Regions from separate parts of the Sus scrofa genome. Here region 1 is linked to region 2. The links are chromatin contacts, called in public Hi-C maps. All regions are on one chromosome and are shown on one strand. The core of a region is the stretch at or near the end of the contact, and the rest is flanking DNA. Distances in the headings are between cores, read along the strand shown. Region 1 overlaps LOC102158888 (a long non-coding RNA gene). Region 2 has its middle 21 kb from the start of PLPP3.

Region 1 (4,911 bases), core at 334-2,833, 960 kb before region 2:
TCATTAAATCTTTAGATTGCTTTGGGAAATATGGCCATTTTAATTATTCCAATCCGAGAGCATGGGATATCTTTCCATTTCCTTGGGTCCTCTTTAATTTCCTTTATTGATGTTTTATAGTTTTCAGCACATACGTCTTATAAGTAACATAACTTTTAAGTTATATTAAAACATCTAGAAATATGGGCTAGAAAGTTAAGTTTGCATAATTCTTAGAAAAACTATTAGTCCTCAAAGACTCTTGGATATGTGGCTTTGGGCTCAGTCTCTAGGATCCTTGGGGGACCTCATCATTTTCATCTGTTCTTGGGAGTTCTTGAGTATAATGTTTGAGAACCGCTGTCTGATACTCAGAAGCATTAGAGAAGACAGTAGGGTGCGAACAAGGCCTTGGAGAGTAAACAGGAGTTCTGCAGCAACAGTTGTGGGGCACAAGCCTCTGAGGAGAGTAGCATGATCGGAGTGGAACTATTTTTTGAATATGATGGTGGCAGCCTATAGCAAAGAATAGAAAGTGAAAGGGATTAGAGGTGAGGAACCAGTTCAGAGACTTCTGTAGCCATCTAGGAGGGAGGCAAAGATGTCAACTGATGGTAGGATGCTCTTCAAGAGACCATAGCAGCAGGCTGTGTAGAGGAGTTAATGCAGCAGGGGTGGGGACCATGGGCATTTGAGCCACTTCTTCATGTAACTCCCTTGTGCTTTCAGGGCCTGTGTGAGCCCAGTCATGTGTATATCACTTATATTTGATGATGGAGTGTGGCTGTGCGTACCCAACTTTATGGCTTGGTGGGTCAGACAACATTCAGTTCATGATAGACAGCCTAGGTTGCATGGTAGCCTCGTGGCCCTTGGTTAAACATTAAGCCTCAACTAAGGCCATAATGAGCCATAGAAATGCTACAGGGATGGAGAGAAGGCAAAACACTGTGAGAACAATCTGAAGGGAGACAAATGACATACCAAGGTAGAAGGAAGCCAATATGCCTTTGGTCTGAGACAGATGATACTATAAGGGATGGGAGGAAAATATCAGGTATATAATCTTGGGGAGGTCACAGGACGTGATTTGTAGTTTCCTTTTTCATACTTAAAATACGCTGACAGTGGAATGGGTATTAAGGATAGTATATTAAGAGTTCAGAGAAGGGAACAAGAGCTATGGGGGGATATGAGGGAGAGGTGGCGATCAGAGAAGCTTGTAAAGGAGATGGCACCTGGCCTGCACCTCACCAACTTGGTAGGAGTTCATGGGCATGATAAACATTCCAGACAGGGAAAGGCATTGAGCCTGAAGTTCTTAAAGTAACTCAGCTTGGCTCCTGACTTTGATTCATGGGGGAGGAATTCACACAAGGCCATTGGCCAAGTGGAAGAGCTCAAAGGTCAAGGACTGTACATTTTTTTTTGTAGCATTTATCATTTTTTGAGCTTAAATGAAGCCGAACCTTGCAGGGAAATGAACACATGTTACACATCTCCAAAGCCAGGAGGCTTCATATCCAGGAAACTGTGCTGGTCGGATAGTAATACAAATGACTAATGCACCCTCCTAGGTCTCATGTGGTTTGAGACCCAGGAATCTGGGCCAAGCAGGAGACAAACAGGCGGTGGCTTCAAGTGAGGGTGATTAAGCAAGAAGCAGCCCAGTGAAGAAGAGAATGCTGTTCTGGGAATTAGGAGAGGGGTTCTTACTCCAGTGGCCCTGAATAAGCCAGGTTCCTTCTCTGGCTTAAGTTTTCCTCATTAATGTCTTGATATAATAGCCTAGAGGGCCATGGATTACCAGCAAGTGTATGCCCTATTATCCAAGACTGTATCCTATGATAGATCCTAAAATCCAACCACATCCAGGATAGGACTTAGAAACAAGTCATTTTGCATTTATTCCTACTAATCGTTTAAGGTCTAGTTAGCTGTCTTCTTCACTGGGGGGCTCTAATTCCCCCAGACAGAGTTGGTCCCTGCTCCCACAGAACTTGAATACACAATTATCACAATTGGGACCTTTGAAGGAAACATCAAAAGGGCCATCACCTCTCTTTTCTCTCTGGGCATTTAAATACAGGTAGATCTTTGAATTAAGCTTTTCAGATCTGGATTCTCAGCCTCTAAGCTAGGGCTGCCTGGCAAAAGATGAAACAGTGACTCCTCGGAGATATGAAATTGCTCCTAATAAAAGTGCAGAGACTTATCTGTTACTTGGTCTGTGTGAGTGGGTAACCTCTTCGTCGGCTTGAGAGTCAATGTATGTTTCTCACAAGGCTCGAACTGCTAGATATTCCAGAAAACCACCTCCTGATTTAACTTTTCTCCCTAAGCCTTTTACAGGTGCAATATTAGAAAGAGAAGAGGGCACCGTGTGAGACAGACTCAAGGTCCACCACCTGCTTGCTGTGTTTTCTTAGAAAATCCACTTTACCTCTTTAAGCTTTTATGTCTTCATCTACAAAATCCAATAAAAATATTGACTCCAAAGGGTTATTATGAAGATTAGGTGGAGCACTATATATAAAAGTAGCAGAGTTGAAGGTTTTAGAAAATGCAAGTTGAATCCCTGCTGTGTGCCAGTCTGACACCTACACACACTTGGGCTTCCTGGCAGGTTATTTGGAAAGCCAGGGAAAGTGGAGTTTTTCTCCCAGGCAGAGGAACCGGAGGTGAATTACTTCCTTCTTAATCAGACTATAGCAGAAGAGGCTGCAGATGGATGGGTAAGGCTGCCTGACAGCTGGCCTTGGCTGTGTTCATCCTGGTGCCAAAAAGTCTCATCCACAGAGCAGGGCTTCACCCCTGGGAAACCCTGGGAGCAGCCTCCCCCAGCTATGCTTGGAGAACGTGACTTCGCTCTGCTGAGACAAGCACTGCGTGCGACCTACCACTCAGCCACGTCCCTTCCTCCAGATGCTGACAGGGGTTCTGCCCAGAGCCCTGCACTCCATACATTGTGATTCAGGTGACACTCACAGAACACCTACTCAGCACCAGGCTGTGTGATCTGTGTTTGCTCACTGAAGCTTCACCAGCCCAAGAAGCAGTGACCTTGTTCTAGTTTACACACAGGGAAACTGGAATCAGAAAATCTGGGATACCAGAATTCTTTTATTTCTCTGAGCTTTAAAAACTGAATTCTTCTCCTCTATGATATCATGGAACAGAGATAAATCCATACTTCCTCTTCAGAAGTGGACATTGATAATTAAAACACAATAATAACTATCACAAGAATAGTTATAACATTCATCAAACTATTGCTAGGCATTATGTCAAGCAGTGACCCTTAACAGGGAGTGATTTTTGACCCCCGGGGGACATTTGGCAATGTCCAGGGACATATTTGGGGTGCTATAGCATCAAGCAGGTGGAGGCTAGGGATGCTGCTGAACATCCTAAAATAAACAGGAAAGCCCCTTCAACAAGGAATTATCTGGTTCAAAATGCTAATAGTGTGGATGTTGAGAGACCCTAATGTAAATCATTTAAATGAATTATGTCTTTTAATCTTCATTAAAACCCAACAAGGTAAATACAATTTTGTCCCTTTAAGACATGAGGAATCTGAAGCACAGATTGATTAGGTAACTTCTCCCAGGATGTCCCTAGGAAGCAGTAATGCTAGGAATTTGAATCCAGAAACCCGAGTCTAGGAATTCTAAGCAGAGCAGTGTCATTAGCTTTTAGGGTTTTGTGTTGTCTCTGTCAGGTCAGGCTTATATAACAGAATACCAAAGACTTGGTGGCTTATAAAATATAGAAATTTATTTCTCATGGTCTGGAAACTGAGAAGTCCAAGTTCAAGATGCCAGCTGATTTGGTGTTTGGTCAGTGCCTGCTTTCTGGCCCATAGATAGCCTTCTTTTCACTCTATCTTCCCATGACACAAGGGGTGAGGGAACTCTCTGGGGTCTCTTTTATCATGGCAAAAATCGCATTCATGAGGGGTTCACTATTATGGCATAAGCACTTCCCCAAGACCCTTACCTCCAAATACTGTCACATTGAGGTTAAGATTTAACATATGCATTTTGATTCTACAGTACTCATAGCACCTAACAGAGTGTCTGGTGCTTATGAGGAGATGGTCTGAGAGTTGCTGTGTCCACAGTTGAACTGGTATGGACTAAGTAATTGTTTCAGACTTGTCCCTTCTTCACTGAGGTCTGGGAAGATTCCAGAAGTAGCAGATAGTTCTTAAGGTAGAGTAGGTCCTCAAAGTCATAGAAAAGTCCTGTTGAAAGGAATCCTGGACTACAATCAGGCTTGTCCAAGGTCCCGGATGGCAAGCAGATGGCAGGATCTGTGTCCCAAACCACCATCCTTGCTTTCCAGTCAGAACATAGGGTTGTGTTATGTTCAAATATGAAAATCAGTGTGAAAGTGCTTAGGAAGAGGACTAGTGATGTAGGAATATGAGGAATAGATATGTCAATATAGATTTTTTTTTTGTGAAAGGAGAATGCCTTAAATCCTTTAAAATGCATGCGTCTTTAGAACATGCCTAATATGAAGTGTTCAGGGATGGAGGCCATAGGGAAGTGTCTTCAGGCAATAAAGTCTTCCTCCTCACCACCTCCTTAAACCCCATGCACGTCACCATCCATGGTTTCATGCTCATGGTTGACCATGCACAAATATGATCCTATTTAGGTGAATTCAAAACATTTGCTAATTGATTTTCAAGAATGAAGGTTTTAGATTTTTATTCTTTGAGTCTTAACAAAGGTTCTTAAGGTGACTATTAGTCTTTGGGTTGACAATTCTCAGTTTTCAGTTTACATTGCAATTATCTCAGCAAAAGGGGTCTCTTTGGTGTTTCTTATACTCCAATCCCTTACTTTCTGTGCTCATGATTCTTGGCTAATAGAGCTGTGAGGGATCTAGAAACTATTTAGTGAAACCCAAACATTTTGT
Region 2 (4,981 bases), core at 287-2,786:
TCCTCACTTAGAGCCAACACATTCTCTGTGAGGGAAGACACTCTAGAGACAGTGCACCTGAACCAAGGTGCCAAGTCCATACTTGGCAGTGTAACAGCATAATTAGTGGGTCCATGTTGAGCCTGATAAGAAAGGTTAAGATTGGTACTCCAAATGCTCTGTGAGAATTAGCATGTTCCAGGTAAAGCCAGGGGGTTCCTGTGGGACCATATTTTGAAAATAATTTATTGAAGGGTCTGGAATATAAGCCTGAATTAGGGAGAGTTTGTTGACTTCATGGCAACTCTCTTGAGATACTGGATTTAACATCCTTTCGAGAAACTCAAGCAACAGTGCAAACTCACTGCAAGGGTAGCTGAGGAAAGCAATGGCTTATGGCAAGATAAGTTGAAATACTTGGATTTCTGTGGCATATGGTGGGCAGAGAGGATACAAAGTTCAAGCAATGGCAACAATGGAGTTGACATATCATGGGAGTCTAAAAGACAAACAACAGGACTTTGTTCCAAGGAAGTTCCAAAGATTGTGCAATTTACCAAGGCCATCCAGTATACACCAGTGAGAAAGGCACCTGTATCACTAAGAAGCTGAGATCTCCTCTAAAGGCCAAGTCTGCCAGTAGGAGAGGTATGAGAACTTACTCATTGTTAGGAAGGGGGATGAGGCCAACAGCTCATGCTTACCTACCAGAAGCCAAGAGCTTAATTATAATCATAATGATTGGACAAAATGATGTAGCATCCCAGATTCTGATCCACAGAGTTGTAAAGATGGTTAATAGAATACAATGTCCCTGGAGGCAAAATAGATAGGCAGTTCAAAAAAGAGCCCATTTTAGAGTTCCTGCTGCGGCTCAGCAGTAATGAACCTGATTAGTCTCCACGAGGATTCGGGTGAGATCTCTGGCCTCACTCAGTGGGTTAAGGATCCCTCGTTGCCATGAGCTGTGGTGTAGGTCACAGATGTGGTTCATATTCCACATTGCTGTGGCTGTGGCGTAGGCCAGTGGCTACAGTTCCGATTCAACCCCTAGCCTTCCATATGCCACAAGTGCGGCTCTAAAAATACCAAAAAAAAAAAAAAAAAAAAAAGATACCATTTTATGCCTCTAATCAAAAGAAAGCAAATATGGGTTAACAGGAAACTCAAAGAGTAGCCTCAAAAAAAGTTGACGAATTCTTCATCAGCTTCTGGACCTGTGGCAGACAGCAAAACTGGAGTCCAATTTTTTCGGTCTGGGTCCAAACAAAAGATAGAAACCACACTGCCATTTAAACAAGGGAAGTTCAACATAAAAAATTATCAAGCTATTATAAAAGTGTAAGTATAAGATATACATATACCTTGGGGCTGAGGGAGAGTAACCAAGAAGGGACAAACAAGCACAGGAGTTCAGACCTCACTAGAGAATGTGTGGCTGTGTCCACTAGACGATGAAGAATTCTCTGATTTCCCAGAAGACAGCTGGTCCACACTTACTGGGAAAGCAGGAAGCAACCCTCTGGGGCCTAGACAAGCCACAAGTAGTTGGCATGCACAGGGTGTGGGAGAAAGCTACTTCTCTGAGTAAGGAGGTTGAGAGTTAGCTAGAGTTGGTCATGTTTTTTTCTCTGTAAGTACGGAAATGCTCTCAGAAGAATCCATCCTATGCCACAGGCTTTACAGTCATCACGATGACCGCAAAGGTCAAACACAGTGGACACTTAAGTTTCCAAGGCACATGCTCCACATGGCGTTTCATCAAAGTCAACCACAGCTGGATTAATTGTGATGCCATTGCGTGTCATGGGTTACTAGTATCCCTTTTCCCATTAGCAACCCACTCAGCACTGCACTCAAGCCTATGATCAACTCCATCCCCAAACCTGAAATTCTGGGACTATTCCCACTTCACATCGGTGTCTGTCCAATACAGAGGCAGAAACCACACCACCATTTGAAAAGGAAAAGTTCAATATGAAGCGTAATTAAGCTACGATAGAAGAGCAAGTACAAGATATGAGGGGTTCCTGTTGTGGCTCAGCAGAGACGAACTCAAATAGCATCCATGAGGATGCAAGTTCGATCATTGGCCTTGCTCAGTGGGCTAAGGACCAGCACTGCTGTGAGCTGTGGTGTAGGTCAAAGACTTGGCTCGGATCTGGCGTTGCTGTGGTTGTGGCATAGGCCGGTAGTTGCAGCTCCAATTCGACCCCTAACCTGGGACCCTCCATATGCCACAGGTGCACCCCTCCAAAAATTTTAAATTCTACAAATAGACATGCTTCGTGATGGACTAGTTAAAGGGTACTTCCCTCTTAACCATGTTTCTGCTCATAAGGCTTGATGGACAATGATGCTAATCCCTGAAAAAGGGAACACTGAAAGGCAGCCAGGTCAGGCAGAGAGGAAGGTGGGTGGAAATAGTGGGTTGGATTTTGGATATGCTGGGACATCAGTGCATTTGAGATTCTAAGAGACAGCAAGCACAAAATGGAAATAAAGGTCAGAGGAAAGGTCTCAGTTAATGATATACACTTGTGAGTCATCTGCAAATGACATAATTTTGAAATCATGGGTGGATATGAGAATGCCTAAGGATGCAATGAGGAGGGAAGAGGTCAACTCCAAGTCTTGAGAACTAACAGCATTAACAGCCAGAAAGGAGAGGAGGAGCACACGAGTGTAATAGGAAAATAGCAGCATGTTAAGTGGGGTTAAAGGGAGGCCAGAGAAAGAGAGTGCTTAAGGGAAAGAAGGCTTAGAGTTGATTGCTGCTTGAGGCTGAGTTAAAATGAAGCCATAAAAAATGATCACTAGAGGGAGCAACAGAGAAATCCTCACAGGGAGTTCCTGTGGTGGCTTACTGGGTTATGAACCCAACTAGAATCCATGAGGATGCAGATTCTATCACTCACTGTGAGCTTCAGTGTAGGTTGCAGACACAGCTCGGATCCTGTGTTGCTGTGCCTGTGGTGTAGGCTGGCAGCTGCAGCTCAGATTTGACCCCTAGCCCGGGAAATTCCATAAGCCATGGGTGGAGCCCTAAAAAGACAAAAGAAAAAGTCCTTACTAACTTCTCTAAGGGCAGTTCCAGTGAAGTGGTGGAGGTGGAAGCCCAATTAAAGTGAGTTGAGGAGTGTATAGAAAGTGAGAAATTAGAGGCGGCGGCTTTCTCTGTAGACTGGGGAGAGACGTTCAAAAGTGTGGCATTCGCTAGAGGACAATGTGCAGTCAAGAGAGGTGTTTTAGAGATGGGAGAGCATTTAAAAATTTTTAAATAGCAATAATTGTTGATTTTCAAGGTTGCGTTAGTTTCAGGTGTGCAGCAAAGTGGTTCCGTTATATATGCATATTCTTATTTTTCCTATTATAGTTGATTTACAATGTTCTGTCAATTTCTGCTATATATGTGTATTCTTTTTTGATTCTTTTCCATTATAGGTTACTACAAGATATTGAGTGTAGTTCCCTACACTATTCAGGAGATCCTTGTTGTTTATCTATTTAATATATAGTACTGTGTGTATTTTAATCTCAAACTGAATTATCCCTCCCCTGCTCTTTCCCCTTTGGTAAACATAAGTTTGTTTTCCATGTCTGTAGTCTATTTCTGTTTTGTGAATAAAGTTCATTTATATCATTTTTAAAGATTCCACATATGTGATATCATATGATATTTGTCTTTCTCTGTCTTATATCACTTAGTATGATAATCTCTAGGTCCATGCATGTTGCTGCAAATGGCACTATTTCATTTTTTTGTGTGTGTGGCTAATATCCCATTGCTTTTATACCACATTTTCTTTATCCATTCATCTGTCTATGGACGCTTATTTTGCTTCATGTCTTGACTATCATAAATAGTGCTGCAATGAACAATGCCATGCATGTGTCTTTTCAAATTATAATTTTTCTCTCGCTATACGCCCAGAAGTAGGAGGACAGAATCATATGTTAACTCTACTTTTAGTTTTTTGAGGGACCTCCATACTGTTCTCCACCAGTGGCTGTATCACTTTACATTCCCACCAACAGCATAGGAGGGTTCCTTTTTCTAGAGATAGGAGCGCATTCTGAATGCAGTAGAGTGAGAGAGACGATCAGTGCAAGGAGGAGGGAGAAATTACTAGGAACCAAGCCTTGGAGAAGGCCAGATGGATTCAGATCTGTACTGGCTGCCAACAGGAGAAGGGACACTTCATCAGATGAAATAGGAGAGAAGGAGGAGATGTGAGCAGGCACAGATGGGTTTGTTGATAAGATTGTGAAAGAGTGCTCATCTGATGGTTTCTATCTTCTCAATTAAAGTTGAAGAGAGATCATCAGTTGAAGATGATAACAATGGGGATGGGAAGTTTGAAGGTAAAGATTCTATGGAATAATTTTCTCAGAGAATAAGAGCATGAGTTTATGAGACAAACATTGATGGCTAGGCAGTGTTGACAGCTCATTTTACTTGTCAATTGACAACATTACTGTTCTTCTGTATTTAACTTCCTGGCTTGTAAAATTAATCCAAATTGTTTTTGCAAGAGTTTGGTCTGAATTAGCCAGATGATGGTTTCAATTTTGCGCTTTATTTATGTCTTAGCCTGGATCTCCCAAAAGCAGAACGTGAAGCAGAGGGCTTATGTGCTCTTATTTGATTAAGGAGTGCAATCCCAGGAAAGAAGTATGAAGGGCAGGGAGAGTGGAGCAAGCAAGGCAGGAAAGCCAAAGTAAGGATATTATGTTACTATTGCAAAGTATGATTGATTCCTGGATCCTCTGAAGTACCAGGACACCTTATACCTCAGGTCTGCCCACTTAGAAGAGAATGGGGTAGAAGAGAGGAAGTTTTTACCAACTGGCTAGAATCTCTGGGGTCCTCTTTTTTTGCCTTTTTTTTTTTTTTTGAGGGCTGCACCTGAGGCATATGGAAGTTCCCAGGCTAGGGATCGAATAGGAGCTATGGCTGCCAGCCTACACCACAACCACAGCAACTCGGGATCCAAGCTGT

Evidence for each region. A called contact is a pair of places that touch in the nucleus more often than the background predicts.
Region 1: a Hi-C map of mesenchymal stem cells shows a contact between it and region 2, with 4 times the contacts expected there. The contact joins two enhancer-like sites. A contact is called at or near these places in 4 of 47 Hi-C or Micro-C datasets (epiblast stem cells, mesenchymal stem cells, psoas muscle and 1 more).

Annotation. Positions count from the first base shown.
Region 1 is chr6:156,742,028-156,746,938 of Sscrofa11.1, reverse strand. All of the region lies in intron 3 of LOC102158888 (a long non-coding RNA gene), which reads left to right. The region is part of intron 2 of LOC102159014 (a long non-coding RNA gene); the gene reads right to left. Among named protein-coding and RNA genes, the nearest start is that of USP24, 480 kb to the left of the region's middle. Within about 2 kb of position 1,583, at least 8 of the 83 cell types and tissues checked have an H3K27ac peak or open chromatin away from gene starts, as enhancers often do.
Region 2 is chr6:155,777,821-155,782,801 of Sscrofa11.1, reverse strand. No RefSeq gene overlaps it. Among named protein-coding and RNA genes, the nearest start is that of PLPP3, 21 kb to the left of the region's middle. Within about 2 kb of position 1,536, at least 6 of the 83 cell types and tissues checked have an H3K27ac peak or open chromatin away from gene starts, as enhancers often do.